2 separate regions of the Mus musculus genome follow, and region 2 is linked to region 1. A link is a contact called in public Hi-C data. All regions are on one chromosome and are shown on one strand. The core of a region is the stretch at or near the end of the contact, and the rest is flanking DNA. Distances in the headings are between cores, read along the strand shown. Region 1 has its middle 35 kb from the start of Rtl3. Region 2 holds the start of Rtl3 (retrotransposon Gag like 3).

Region 1 (7,775 bases), core at 3,754-6,253:
GTGCAAAATTAAGAGAGTCACACAAAATAATAGTATCTAATCCTGCTGTGTGAACCACAGTCAGTTGAACCACACGCCCCCCCCCCCAAAGTAAAGAGACTTAAAATCACATAATTATCAGGAGAAAACAAAGCAACAAAACATAGGATTTTAAATAAAAAAATTTTCTCAACTTTTCCCTCTTTAACAACTTCTTAGAGGTAAACAGTGTTAACAGCTTAGTGTAGTTTTAAGCCATTTTATGCATATGTGAACATTTATGTAGTCTTTGGCATTTTAAAAGGATGAGAACGCAAATGCATAAAGATGAACTAAAATTGAACATTCTTACTTTCTATATTTCTATTGTATCTTCCCAAACGTGTTAATTCTTATAAAGCACAAATTCCTGGAAGCAAAACAAAAATTACAATCTTACATGTAAAATTTTAGAGATTGTTTTAGGTATATTTTCTACACATACTAAAAAGTCGCTTTTCTGCAGAATACATTTGTGCTATTGATTTAGTAAACCTTCATGATACATACAAATATTCTTATACCTATTACATATACAGTTTAATGGAGGGTGTCACATTTACAAAAATTTGGACACCTACAAATATTGAACTCAATATTAAACTATTTTTGTGTACCTTTGAATCAATTGTTTCAGTAGTTTTGCTAAAGTTTTTATATTATATAAAGCCTTAAAACATATCTGCATATGACAACTTAAATAATATGATTCAATTTAGAGTAACATTTCTAAGGTTTACCCATGTTACATCATGTACTTCAACCTTTTTTAGTATCCCACTGTATGTCTATTCCATACTTTTCATACACTCATCAGTGAATTAATATTTCCAATTGTTTGTGATTTCAGCTATTATGATTTAGGTCACTAATGATCATTTTGCACAACTTATAACATTTATATTTTTATTTATTTTTGAGAATTTTATACATGAATGCAGTATTTGTATAATTTCCACCTTAGCTTCACCCCCTGCAACTCCTCCTATATATCCTTACTCCTCAGCTTCACAAGGTCTCCTTCTTTAATTATTATTGTTACAAAGACGCACACATATGTACATGTAAATGCCAGCTGTGGAGTCCATTAAGCATTGCTCATTTGTATATGTATTTAGGGCTGACCTAAACCAAGAAAAGACACAACAATAGAATAAATCTCTAGTGTACAGATTTTTTAAAACATCTGTTTTAAATTTTCCTTAGTGTATACCTAAGATTTAAAGGGAAAAAACAAAAGTAGAAAAGAGCACAGACTGTTCCATCTAGTATATATGAAATGCAGAGAGGAGGCAAATCCATCATCAGTTTAGTGGTTTCCAAAGGCGGGGAGGAGAACAAAACAAAAAGTGATTGCTTCATGGTACAGAAAATTCTTTTGGAGGTGATGAAAATGCTCTAAAACTAGCTATGATGGCTGGAGAGCATGTGAATGTGCTGAAATCCACTAACCTGAATAGTATAAGTATCCTTAAGATGAATTTAATGTTATATGATGCTTACCTCTAATACAAATCAATGTTAAGTAATGTTACACTATGTCACAGAGTTTTGTTTTCAATCCTACTTCGAAGCAATTTTAGGATTTCACAACAATTGGAAAGATAAAAAAATAATAAAAAGTTAAAGTTATAAAAATAGTACAGAGAGATGTAAACCACACAGCTTTTCTTGTATTAACATCTAGTGACCATCGCACAATTGCCAAAATAAGAAACATACCTAAAAACCAGGCTTATAGTAACAGGCAAAGGTTCCATTTAGTACAGTGTATCTCAGATCCAATCAAAAGGTGACTGGCTACCCCCACAGCATTTGTGCCTCTATTGCACAGGTGGGCAAATCTTGACTAAGTAAATTGGTTTTGTGGTTTGTATAGTTCACTTTTGTAGAAGGCTCTAAATACTTTTCTCTCTCAGTAGCCAACATTTGTCTAACAGCAGCATTTGTCTAGAGTATAGATGTAAATATTTCAAAGATATTTTAGCTACGTGTCCATTTCACAATACATTAGCAGTATACTCGTCCTTAGGAACTGTGATTCCCTAAGCTATCAGTTTTTACCCAGATTCGCAGTACCAGATATGTATCCTCTTTGTAGGATTGCTCTTCATATCCAATGAGAAAGTGGTTAGTTATGCCACGATTGTAACAGTGGAAAGAGTTTTCTGGTAAAACATTGTTTTTGGAGTCTCTGGAGACAGGCCAACAACAAATAGGAAGATATTCCTCATATGACACATCTTTTTCTTTTCCGAATCTTGTTTGTTTAAGCACATGGGCTTTTGTGTAACGACCTATGGTTTCTAGGAGCAGCATTATCAGTTCTTGCACGGTACTTCTCCTCAAACTTTTTTTGGGGGGCGGTTCTTTCAAGACAGCATTTCTCTGTGTAGCCCTGGCTGTCCTGGAACTCACTTTGTAGACCAGGCTGGCCTCAAACTCAAATCTGCTTGCCTCTGCCTCCCAAGTGCTGGGATTAAAGGCGTGTGCCACCACCACCCAGCTCCCCTCAAACTTTTAAAGAATTAATTATATCATTTAGTTACTAGATAATGCACTAGGTTTCTAGATATGTTTTTTTTCTAAATGCATGGAACATGTTTCATTTTCAAATAATAATACAACATTATATAATTTATTTTAAAACTGATCAAAGACTTATAAGTAAGAGTTAAATTTATAAAACTTTTAGAAGAAATCCCAGAGCTACATCTTTGTGCCCTTGTATTTAGCAATGAATTATTGGAAATGATACTGCAACAAAATCAGCAAAACCAAATATGGATAAATTGCATTTCATCAGAATTAAAAACATTTTTGATTCAAACAATATTACCAATAAAGCAACAAGATAACACACAGAATTGAAGAAGGTATTTTTAAATAATGTGTCTAATAAGTATCCAATATTCAAAATATATCACCACATATCTCTCAACAATTAAAAAAGGAATTACTTCAAAATCAACAAAATTTCAAATAGGTATTTCTATAATTAATTTAAACAAATAGTTAATGAACACATAAATATGAACAATGTTATCAGTCAGTAGAGCAGTACAAGAGGAGGAAGTAGATCATTGAGGGTAAAGCTTTGGGAGTTTATTTTCTCTGTTTGTTTCTTCTCTTTTTTACCTATGTCCTGATCACAGTGACCTGAACTATGCTTTCCTATCCATTATGGACAGAAAACTCTGAAAACATGAGCTAAGCTAAATGTCTTCCCTTAATCTATTCTCTCAAATATTTTTATTACACCTGTAATAAGATGACTAATACAGAAAACTGGTATCAGAGGACTGGTTTACTGTTGTGATTATACTTCACTATAATGTCTTAAATCTTTGGAACTCGATTCTGGGAAGAATTTGAAAGAACGTAGAGATATAGGCATGAAAATATTTGACTACAATCAGAGCATATCTGGAATGACTTCAGAAGACCAGAATCCTGGACTGATAAAGACAATGAAGGCCAGAATCACAAAGTTTCAAAAAGGAATAAGAATTCTGCCTAGCAAACACAGAAGTGGATGCTCACAGTCAGCTATTGGATGGATTACAGGGACCCCAATGGAGGAGCTAGAGAAAGTACCCAAGGAGCTAAAGGGGTCTGCAACCCTATAGGTGGCACCCCCCCCCAGAGCTCGTGTCTCTAGCTGCATATGTATCAGAAGATGGCCTAGTCGGCCATCATTGGAAAGAGAGGCCCATTGGTCTTGCAAACTTTATATGCCTCAGTACAGGGGAATGCCAGGGCCAAGAAGTGGGAGTGGGTGGGTAGGGGAGTGGGGTGAGGGTATGGGGGACTTTTGGGATAGCATTGGAAATGTAAATGAAGAAAATACCTAATTAAAAAAAAAGAATTCTACTAAACACTAGACTAGATCTATTTTATTAGTTAGAGTTTCTATTGCTGTGAAGAGATACCATGAACAAGGCAGTTCATATAAAGAAAAACATTTATTTGGGGTTGGCTTACAATTCAGAGGTTTAGTCCATTGTTATTATAGCAGCATTCAGGAAGACATGATGCTGGAGAAGGAGCTGAGAGTTCTACATTTAAATCAACTGGCAACAGGAAAAGAGTAAGAACATTTGGCTTGGTTTGTGCATCTGAAACCTGCAAGCCCAACCCCAGTAACACACTTCCTCCAACAAGCCCCATCTACTCCAACAAAGCCATATGTCCTTAATAGTGAAACTCCTATGGGTCCATAATTGACATTTTCATTCAAACTACCACATCCATTCATGTCACAAAAATGTCTACTTTTTGTCCAAGTTCTTGTGCTTTGAGTGAGGCTAATTGTTTTTATTATTATTATTATTATTATTTATTAAGAATGACTAATTTGGAGAAGAATTTTTCAAGAATAGTATTCAGGCTGAAGTATGTTCATTGCTGGATGTTCTTAGACAGGTCTGTAACGAGACTACAGAGCAAAAATATTTGAAAAAGCTGCTATTTATCCAGAAGAAACAATTAGTTGAATGTTATGAATAAGTAGAGACTTGTTTTTAAAGAGATTGGCACCATTAAGTTAAAGCCAATTCTTTTACATTGGAATAATGGTAAAGAGGCTTTGAGGCATCCCAGGAAGCATCGCACCCATTTCAGACTCCAAGCTATAAAACTGAATTCACTTGAAAGGCATTTTCCTAAGAACAAGGAGTTGAGTTGCTGGGGTACCCCTGTGACACAGGGCCACCTAGGGAGTTTTTTTTTTTTTTTAATTTTCAGCAGCCTAGGCATTCAGATGCTGCTATAGTTATTCAGAGCACAGATACTGCTTGAACTGGCAGCAGTCCTTAACATCATCCTTGTGACGCTGGTTGTATCGGAATGCAGAATACACAAAGAGTAGCATCATAGAGGCTGGCACAAAGATTACAAAGAAAAGCCTAAGAGGCTAGGCAATGTGTAATAGGATCTCTAGGAGTGACCAGTGTTTGAAAAGTAAATCCTACACAATGAAAAACTCAGGATGTTGGACATGCCAGGAATGTGGAACACTGCTGAGGAATGCTATGGACAGTGAATAGAGTCAGTCCAAGAGAGAGCTCATATGGGTTGGAACCAGAAAAGTCATGGGAACAGAGCTTCTCAAGCAAGACAGCTGGAGCTCAAACATTTACCCCACTGGGTTTCAGTATTGCTCAAGTCTGCTATCCCTTATTAGTCTCCTATTCCTTCTTTTTATTGTGAGAATGCTTACTCATTGCCATTGCATATTAGAAGTGGACAATTTTCCTTTCGATTTTTCAGGCATTTCAAGGAGCCTTGAGTCTCAGAGAAGATTCTAGACAAACTTTTGAAAACATGTTGCATTCTCAAGACTTTAGAGATTCATGTAGGTTAACTAAGTGTATCTTGCACCATTAACTAGACTTGAGGTTTCAGAGTACGGGGCAGAAGTTTAACATTTGCAAATTAAATGGTACTACAAGCTCATATGTTAAATCCTTGTTCCCAGATGGTGCTGGTACTTTGGAGTGCTGTGGAAACTTTATAAGGCATAAGACCTAGTTGACTGTAGATCACTGAGAGGGGTCCCTTGTGGGTATCTTGTCCATGAAACCCACTGTGTCCTATCTGTTCCCTTATTATCCAGGAAGTGAAATGTTAAACTCCTCTGCCATGTGTTTTCAGTGCCATACTGTTCTACCAAATCACACAGAGATAAGGGATCCTGTAGTGAACCTTGTGAAATAACAAGCCAAAATAAATCCTTCTTCTAAGTTGTTTTCATACAGCATTCTGTCATGGTAATGAGACTATAATTAATACAAATGTCTGATATTTGAAAATTAGTAAGCCTAACCATTAGCAAACCACTAATCAGATTATATGGAGAAATCATTACACCTCAGTTATAAGAGCTGTTTTCAAATAAAAGACAAAAAATTTTGGTCAGAATATACAAGAAAAAGAATTATTATAAGCCATCTGATGAGACTATAAATCGGCACTAGCAGTATGGCCAAAAGTATAATGGGAATTTAAAAAGCTAAAAATTGTTCTACTATGTGATTCAGCTACTACACTTCTATACATAAACACAGAGGAAATGAAGTCACCATAGCAGTTATAGCTACACTCTCATGTTTATTGAAACACTATTCACAATAGCTAAGATATGGAATCAGTGTAGGTTCCCATTGATGCATGAATGGATAAAGACAATGTGGTATATATACACACAATGGCAAAATTATCAGCTGGAAAGAAAAATAAAATTCCTTCATTTTCAAAAAAAATGGAAGGAACTAAAGTGCAGTAATCTAAGTGAAATAATCTAGACAAAGACAAATACCATTCTTTCTCAGATTTGGAAGCAAAAAACATATATATGATAATAAAATAAAGTCAACTTGAAGATAAACTTACTAATTACTAGAAGTTAACCTACTATATTGTTTATAAAGAGCTAGAAAAGAGAAACACAAAGCTGCATAAAGCATAAATAAATGGTGAAGAGGGAAATGCTTTGATTTGGTGAGAGCATAGTATTGAAATATCACAATGTGATCCTGTGATGGCTAGTTTTCAAGTCAAAACAGGCTGGAGTCTTCTGAGTGAAGGGAATCTCAATTAAGAAAATGCTTCCACAAGATTAGGCTACTAGCTGTATGGGATTCTCTTAATTAGTGATTGATGGGAGAGAGCCCTGCTCATTATAGGTAGTGTCATCCCTTGGCTGGTGGTCCTGTGTTCTATAAGCAAACAGACTGAGCAAGCCAGTAAGCAGCACCCATCTATGGCCTCTGCATCAGCTCCTGCTTCCAGGTCCCTGCCCTGTTGAAGTCTCTGTCATAACTTCCTTTAATGATGAACAGTGATATGGAAATGTGAGCCAAAGAAGCCCTTTCCTCACCAACATGACTTTTTGTCATGGTGTTTCTTCACAGCAATAGAAATGTAAAACAAAAATTGGTATAAAGAGTGTTGGGAATTGCTTTGACAAACCTGATCGTGCTTTGGGAAGGATTGTGGAACTTTGGGATAGAAAACCATTGAGTACTGAAAGTCTAGTGGGCTGTTGTTCTGTAGGAGCATAGAAGATAAGAATATTGAGAGCAGTGCAGACAATGGAAACTTGGGAAGTTTCAAAGGGAGCAAATTAAATAACTCTACCACTGGACCATTAGTATAAAAAAAAATCTGTGGTATCTGGTCAGCTATGGTGAAGAAATTTCTGTGATTAAGAAGAGACCAGAATCATTGAGGGGTAATTTGGGGTAAGTGTTTCTTCAGGACAAGCACACAGAGCTGTGTGTTCTAGAGATGGCCAAGGCTGTATCTTGGGCTGGCGACTGAACTTGGTAGTGATAGAATCACCCAGGTGGCACTTGTTTTGAAGGCATGAAGGGGTCATGGAGAACAGCTGAGCCTTGGCACTGTGCTGAAGTTTCTGAAGAGACCTCTGGAGAGGCTTTTAGTGAAAGTATAGCCCAGTTGCCCCAGAAGACTGCAGCATTTTGGAGATACCAACACTGTGGGATGACCACCATGAACAGCATCAGTGGTAGAGTAGAGCGAACCAGGGCCCAGAAGATAAGCTGTGTGTGCTACAGCAATAGTAATCTTAACTAACACAATTTCATTAATGCATTAATACGAAATAATTAATGCATAATAAAATCTTTGTAATATATTTCCAACATGTAGACTTCTTTAAAGATGGTTACTTTAAGTCCATGTTTTTGTGTATGTATACACTATGAACTCTTATTTCTTTGCATGCCTAATAA
Region 2 (7,775 bases), core at 1,909-4,408, 36 kb before region 1:
TCAGTGTGTTGTTGACAATCAAAAGGAAGGCCTTAATTTGTTCCATGAACATGAAGGGTTAAATTTAAGAAAGTGCTGCAAGCTCTAACATAGGAATAACATGTTTAACACAACAGTCATCAGGGTGGGACTGCCCCCAAGGGGGAGCTGAGCATTGTGCCAGAGACCTGTGGGGTAACCTGCCCTGTTGGTTCTATACAGGGTTAATAGAGAGAATAGCAGGAACTTAAGTTGCTTAAAGCTACAGACCAGCCAGCCTGAAGGAGAAAGAGCCTGGCAGGGGTCTAAAATGTTTCAGATTGTGCATTTACCAACAAAGTAAGATCACACTTCACAAAGGAATGTACCAAGTAGAACTTCATCTCATTCAACCTTTCCCTTCTCTTTCTTCCCAAGCTAACAATCAACATATGCAACTTATTAACATAACTGAGCAGGAACATTTTTTATTACTGTGCAGGCTTTGTAAGTCTGTGAAATGAACAGATTTGTCTTTTTTTCCCTGAAATATTAATTTGCCTAGTTAACAGAACTTCACTTACTTAAAATGTTTTCATAACCATCCTAAAGACTCCATAAACTCCATCATGTTGTGAGTTTAGGAAGGATTAAACTGAAGGAGAACATGATGAGCGTTTGCACGTGATTGCCTCCCTATTCTTACTTTCCTATTCTTACTTGACTAATTCAGGATAGTAAAACCACTTTAGGCATTTGGACAAAAGTCAGTGTAACTTTTTTTTTTCACTCAAAAAAGAATAATTCTCTATGTTTACGCAGTTTGGAACTTGCACTTAAGGACATTGAAATTTGGTCTTTGCTCTTTAGTGAAGGGGAGTCAGGGAAAAAAGGTCCCTGTGTTTACCCACTGAATAAATATGCCTCTAGGCAAGGCACTGTTTGGTGCTTTAGTCCGTGGACTTTTTAAACATCTATCTTGGCTGCTCGACAATCCTCATGTTAATCACCTCATCTTCCCGCTTAGGTGCCTCCAGTTCTAATTCAAGAGAATTATTTGGCAAAGTAAATGATCCATGACCCAACCAGGAAGGAAAGATAAAAGCTCCAGAGTGGTGAAAAATTAATGCTGTAAAATCCATGAGCTGTAGATTTCTTCATATGAAGTGTCCTTGCTCAAACAATTCTGGAACGTTTACCTATTAAATTCCATAATTCTAAGATGACTATAAACAATAAATTAAAATTGTTACTTCTGCTACAGGGCTTATTATTGCTCTTAACTTGCATTAAGTGTGATTATCTTTTATACTACGATAAGCATTTTACACACATTATTTCATTCATGTATTCATTGTGTGGGGTGTGTGTGTGTGTGTATGTGTGTGTGTGTGTGTGTGTGTGTGTGTGTATGTATGTATGCATGCATATGTGTGTGTTATAGACTCTCACATAACCCAAAATGGCCTCGAACTCACTATGTAGCTGAAAATGGCTTAAACTCCTGATACTCCTGTGTCTGTTTCCTGAATGTTTGGATTATAATATTTGGATATTTTACTGATTATTCACACCACTCCTGCAAAGTTAAATACTGTTATTGGCTCCATTTCACAGTTGCATAAACTGAGGTTTGAACTCTAAATTTTAGAAGGACTAAGAAAATTACCAAATCTGTGCAAGTTTAGTGTAGATGGGCATAAAGGGAATGGTGTGGAGGATTATTTAATAGCAAATGAGTATTGTATATATATATATATATATATATATATATATATATTAATATATATATATATATATATATTAATATATATATATATATATATATATAAACAAGATTCTAGAAAACATAGCACTTTGAAGAACCTTAGTTTGGGTATAGATTGCTTTATAATTCCCAATAACTGTCAGGGACATATAAACATCACAACAGTAAAACTAGTTAGTTGTATAAGTATGGCTATCAGACAACTTAAATAGTTTATTCTATGTCTCAAACTGTCCACTCATTAATGATAAGAAAATAAAACAAATGTCATAACTATAACTATCTCTCTGTTTTTTAATTGGTGAAGGCATTATTAAATGTCTTTTTATTTCTTCTCAATGGGAAAGAATGCTTTAGTTTTCTGAAAGTTTTTACACAAATAGAATAAATTGTCTGATAATGGTGATATTTTTATGTATGTTTTACTTTTAAAATAATTGCAAGATAGGTACAGAACAAACTAAAGATGCACATGATTTTACTTTCTTCTTAAAGCCTCTGTATTCAGATTCAGCTAGCCTAGGCAGTCAATTTTCTGTGGTTTAGGCCTATTCTATCTCCAGGATTTATTCCACTATGCTAATAAGTGGAACTGACCATGTTTAAAGGAGACTTGGGACCATGGCTGAATTGCGTGATTTGAAGTAGCCTTATATAACTCATTGCTGCAATTAAAATAGTTGTTTCTGATCCTTGCTTTAAATGGCCATATGATCTATGCCTAGCATAAAACTATGATTTGGCATGAGAAAACAAAGAGACCAGTAAAAGTAGGGCATCCATGTGCTGTCAGGAGCTACCTGAGCAGCTCAGGTGGGCGGAAGAACCCTGGGCAGGTATATTCACAATCAGCCAAGTGCTTTTTACAAGATAGCCAATCAAAAGTTTGCCTCTCTGACATCCTTACTCTATTATAAGTTTCCTAGATCTGTCCACGGTGAAGATTCTAAAAAAGTATTTCAAGGTGGGACACTCGGGACTGAGTAGGTAGACAGGAGGAAGGACTGAGGGGGCTGTAGTTTGCTCTCTAAGTAAGAATTAAACAAACGTCTCAGTGTGGATAGAGTACGGGTAAGTTACGTGAAACAGACATAAAAAAATCAAATCCCAAACCACTGCGGTCATTCAGAAATGTTTGCAACTTTTCACAAGGGCAGTGGTATTACTCCCAATTTCCTGACCAAATATTTATTAAAGTAACCAAGGACTGAGTGCACGAAGCTGCCTCACATTGGCGCAGCATCCTACTTTCCTTCTAGCTCGGAACTGTGAGGTACTGTCAAAAGAGAGAGAGAGAGAGAGAAAAAAAAAACCACTCTTCCATACTCAAAATAGCTACGTTACAGAGGAGAGTTGGAACGTGTTCTGGGAGTGGGTGTGTTTGTTTGAGTTCAGTGTGTGCAGAAAAGGCAAGCCTCCGCAGCCATTCACACACTTCTCTCCTCAGCGATGGCTATGCAGACAGCAGAGCTCCAGCCCTACATCTCTAAATGGTAATGTACATCTATAAAGAGGATTTTGCTAACTATTTTGAAGCATTTTATAAATAATATGCATGTGCCTGCTTAATATGTATATATGTATGCTCATTTATTTATTTATTTATTTATTCAACTTTTGCTTGCTTTCTCCCGTGTCTGATTGTGTGTGGTTACTTGTGTGGTATGATTTCTGAGGTGGGAGAAAGAGCACCCCCACCCCCAATTCCTATGCTAGTCACTCAAAATATCTCTTGTGTTAGTCCTCCCAAACCTAAAATCCCCATAGCGCTCTAAACATCTGATTTGGTCGCTGAAAGCAGCTGCTAACATCCAAATGTTACATTGAAATATTAGGTAGACACTAGAAATTAAAAACGACTTAAAACAAAGGCATATGGGGCAATTGTTTCTGATATAGTGTGAAGTTTCAAAAAATGCAAACTGACATGTACAGTCTGGGTCATGTGCTTGTAAAATGTCATGAGGTCAGGGCAAATAAATATACTCCAGTTCATGAACATGAGCTTGTGGTAAAAGAAAGCCAGCAGAGTTGGACAGATTTTGTTGATTTATATAGAATGAGTGCTTTCCACAGTTTCTGATCCTCAGCTCCCTCTCTCTTCACAGTGTGTCTCACACTTCCCGGTGCTGAGCTCTAAGGCTCCCAGTGACCTCTTGATAATCAGCCTTGGCTGGGTCCAAATCCCCACCCCTTGGAAAAGTCACGGAGCCTGACGTCTGTCTGCCTGTGAGCCGCTTTCAGCAAAGACCTCACAAGCAGCTACTCAATCTCTCTTGGTAGCAAGTTGCCAAACCAGGCCCGTTTCCTCAAAAGATGGTAGAGGACTTAGCAGCTTCCTATGTTACTCTGAAATTGGAGAATGAAATTCTGCAGGCTCAAGTGAAAAGGCTCATGGAAGAAAATGCTGCCCTCCAGGCCCAGATACCAGAGCTCCAGAAATCCGGAGCAGTCAAAGAGCATGAACCACTCCGAAAGCCCTCAGAGGCCCAAGAGCCCCCAGAGTCCCCAGAGTTCCCAGCAGCCAGGGAGTCACAGAACCCCTGGGAACCCCCAGCAACCACAGAGCCCGGGGAGCCCACAAAGATCAGAGAGCCCAGGGAACCCTCAGCCATCAGTGAGCTCAGGGAACCCCCAGAGATCAAGGAGCCCCAGGAGCCCCCAGAGACCAATGAGTCTGGAGAATCCTCAGCCATCACAGAGTTCAGGGGATCCCCAGAGATCAAGGAGCCCCATTTGCCCCCAAAGTCCAAGGAGTACTGGGGACCTCAGGAGCTTCCAATGGTCAAGGAATCCTGGGAGCCCCCAGAGGCCCTGGATTCCACAGCCTGGAAGCCACCAGCAGTCAAGGAATCCCAGGAGATCCAGAAGGCTCTGGAGTCCCCAGCAACCCAGAGGCCCCAGGCGTCCCCAAGGGGTTATGATCTCCCAGCAGTCTGTGAGGCGGAGCCCACAGACAACCAGGGTACCCCAGCCCTCAAGGAGCTTCAGAGTCCACAGCTCCACAACCCTACAAATGATGAGGAGTCTCAGACGGTTCCAGAATACCAGGAGACCTCATCACAGCTGGAGCCCCTTGAGCATCCACCTCCCCAGGAGACTCTGGAGCCTCGGGTGCCCCAGGAGCCCCTGGACCCCTCAGATGCCGAGGAGTTTCTAGAACTCTCAGTACCTGAAGAGTCCCTAGAGGGCCTGATAGTTGCGAGAACAGGAACAGAACAGGCCCAGTGTGAATTAGAGGCTACAACTTTGCCCCTAGAGTACCCTTTGGCCTTCAGTGAGGATTTTCAGAAACTCTCTGAGTTTTTAGTTCAGTTGACCAGTTACCTGAGAAGCAGAGGGTATCCCACTGAAGCGGCTCTAGTGAGCTTTGTTGGCAGCTTCTTCTCAGGTGAGGCGGGAAGGATGTTCCAGCCCTTATTAGATAGCCAACCCCCCCTGGTGGAGCAATTTGAAAGGCTCCTGCGAGCGCTCCAAGATACTTTTGACAATCCAGAAAGCTTGGAAGTTGCTAACCAGGGCCTCCCTCAACTTCGCCAAGGGGAAGGCCTTGCTCCCAGGTACTCAACCCGCTTCCATCTCATTGCGCAAGAGTTAGATTTGGGTGAAAGCACGCTCTGCATCCAATTTCAAGAAGAGCTTGCCAGTTCTATTCAAAATGAACTGTCTTGCACAAGTCCAGCCACCAACCTATCTGATGTGATCATTGAGTGTGTCACCCTAGAAGAGAAGGCAAGTGGCGGGGTTGATTCCAGTTCATCATCGTCTGAAGAGGAAAATGGGTCCGAGGGTCCTCCCACTGAAAACCAACCTGTTCAAGCTACAAGTAATCGCCCCCACCTCAGCGAGGCTGAACGGGCAAGACGCCGCGAAGGCCACTTGTGCCTCTACTGTGGCCATCCAGGTCATTTTGCCAGAGACTGCCCTGTCAAGCCTCATCGTGTCCAGCAGGCGGGAAACATGGAGGCCCGGCGGTAAGGGGGATCCCGGGCGGGCCAATCTACAAATACGCGTCCCCCTCTCTTCCCATATCTATGTCCCGTACCCTGTGGCTAACTGTCGAGATTAGGCTTGGAAGACGGCAATTCTTTGAGCAAGCAATGGTGGATTCAGGCTCCTACAGAAACAGCATCGACCGCTCTGTGGTTCTTCGAGAGAAGATACCAATCCGCAATAATATCTTCCCTCTTATGCTTGAAACGGTCGATGGGCGTCCGCTGATTAATGGACCCATTACCAAAGAAACCCCACCTGTTGAAGTAAAAATTGGAAACCACGTTGAAGAGCTCCAGTTTGACATTATTCATGCACCACGCTACCCTCTGATTCTTGGAATCCATTGGCTTGAGACCCATGACCCAAACATCGAATGGAGTACCCGAACTGTGTCATTTCCATCGCATTACTGTCATTACAATTGCTTCAGGCACAGGTGGAATCGAAGACGGCGTGATGAAATAATTGCTGGTTAGATGGTGGGTCCTAGTGACTTCTGGCCATCTGTCTTCTGTTACCTCAGCTGTCATCAGCATTTGCTGCTCTCTGAATCTTTCACTGAACCTCTGGCTATGAACGAAGGCTACCTGTACAACGACGCTGCCTCTTGGATGATGGACTGAACCTGACGACTTTGAGCTGCTTTTCCTCACCAACCTTGCATGCCTCCCTCTTTGAGCCCTGCATTATGTAGGGCTGTTTTTTTTTAATCGCAATTCTCACTAACGATATGCATGCGAATAGATATTAGAAACTAATACTGAAAACTGTAGTTGTTAGACCGATTTTGTTACTTTCTAGTCAAAATTACCACATATTTTCTGGTTTTTTTTTTCAATAAAAGCAATTTTCAAGTGTATTTTTCAGTAATCAATAAACAATGGGAAGTGTTACTTGTGTTTGTTAATTATTTATTGGGTTAGCTGAGGAAGGGGGGAGGGGGCCACTAAGTTTAGAGGAGGGGAGAGGGAGGGAGGTAAAGTGTGAGAGTGAAAGGGTGGGAATAATGGGGGAAGGGGTGGGAAGGATTAAGGAGGGAGGGAGGAAAAGAGGAGGAAGTGAAAATGGAGAAGGGGTGAAGGGAAGGGAGAAGAGAAAGAGAGAAGGGAGAGGTGAGGGAGAGATTTGGGGAAAGCTTAAGGTTTGAATGAAGTCCTGGGAATTCCCAGAGTGACAGTTCGGGGGATGATCATTTAGGTAGAGGGAGATGGAGAAAGTCATGAAGTCTTGGTTGTAGGATTGGGTATAGTATGGAGGGGTAAGCAGTGGTAAGGTTGAGAAAAGAATTTTGGAGAAACTGGGAGTAAATGGGAAGACTGTTGGTTTCTGGGGGCTGGGGTAAGGGGAAGGAGAAACTCGGATAAAGGACAGAACTGGCAGAGTCACGGGCACCTTTGACTTGGACTTCAGAAGCTAACCAAACAAAGAGCACCAGAGCAGGTAATGAGACCCCAGTGGTGACCTACCCATCCCTGTAAATGGGTATCCATGGTTTATTCCCTACAATGCCAGAACTTATCCTAGAAGACCTGCCTACTAACTGCCCTTACTACAGCATAGGAGCAGAGTGGCAGGAATCAGGGTTTAACACATATAGTTAGGAGTCACATCTCCTACATTTACAGCTTCCTCTCCCCTGCTAGCCATGCTGCCTGCCTGGCACACAGAGAAAGCAAAGCCATAAAAGACCCATGAATGTGTGGTCATGAGAGGGGTTAGCGTCTTGACTTACTTAAGTTATACCCACACACACACACACACAAATATTGGGGAGTATTAGATAGCTGGGTAAAAGGGGAAGAAGTGATCCATGCCCATTTTAACTTTCTTCTGTGTTCTCAACTTCTCCCTTGGAATTTCTTTGAAGATGCATGAATGGCAGTGTTCTAACATAGGTGATCAAATAAAAAGAGCTCCCATTTCCTTTTGGCATCTTACACACATTAATCATCTCATCACTTCTGAGAACAACCCAACGACATAGTTTTGTATGCTTTTATTTTAAATAAGGAGAATCCCAGCACAGGTAGGAAGTCACAGAGACCTCTTTGAG

The links. Hi-C and Micro-C count contacts between places; a contact is called where the count stands out from the background.
Region 2: a contact with region 1 is called in a Hi-C map of muscle stem cells, with 2.1 times the contacts expected there. The contact joins the promoter of Rtl3 here to the enhancer-like site in region 1. A contact is called at or near these places in 4 of 484 Hi-C or Micro-C datasets (double positive thymocytes, muscle stem cells and nephron progenitors), 1 of 115 datasets of contacts at active chromatin or transcription factors (embryonic fibroblasts) and 1 of 9 other capture datasets (liver).

Annotation. Positions count from the first base shown.
Region 1 is chrX:106,801,854-106,809,628 of GRCm38.p6, reverse strand. No RefSeq gene overlaps it. Among named protein-coding and RNA genes, the nearest start is that of Rtl3, 35 kb to the left of the region's middle. Within about 2 kb of position 5,003, at least 9 of the 459 cell types and tissues checked have an H3K27ac peak or open chromatin away from gene starts, as enhancers often do. A contact at or near this core is called in muscle stem cells, where this site is marked.
Region 2 is chrX:106,835,922-106,843,696 of GRCm38.p6, reverse strand. It overlaps Rtl3 (retrotransposon Gag like 3), which reads left to right and starts at 3,158. Exons shown (of 2, transcript NM_199468.2): 1 at 3,158-3,219; 2 at 3,835-6,615. The coding sequence starts at 4,043. The coding sequence ends at 5,704.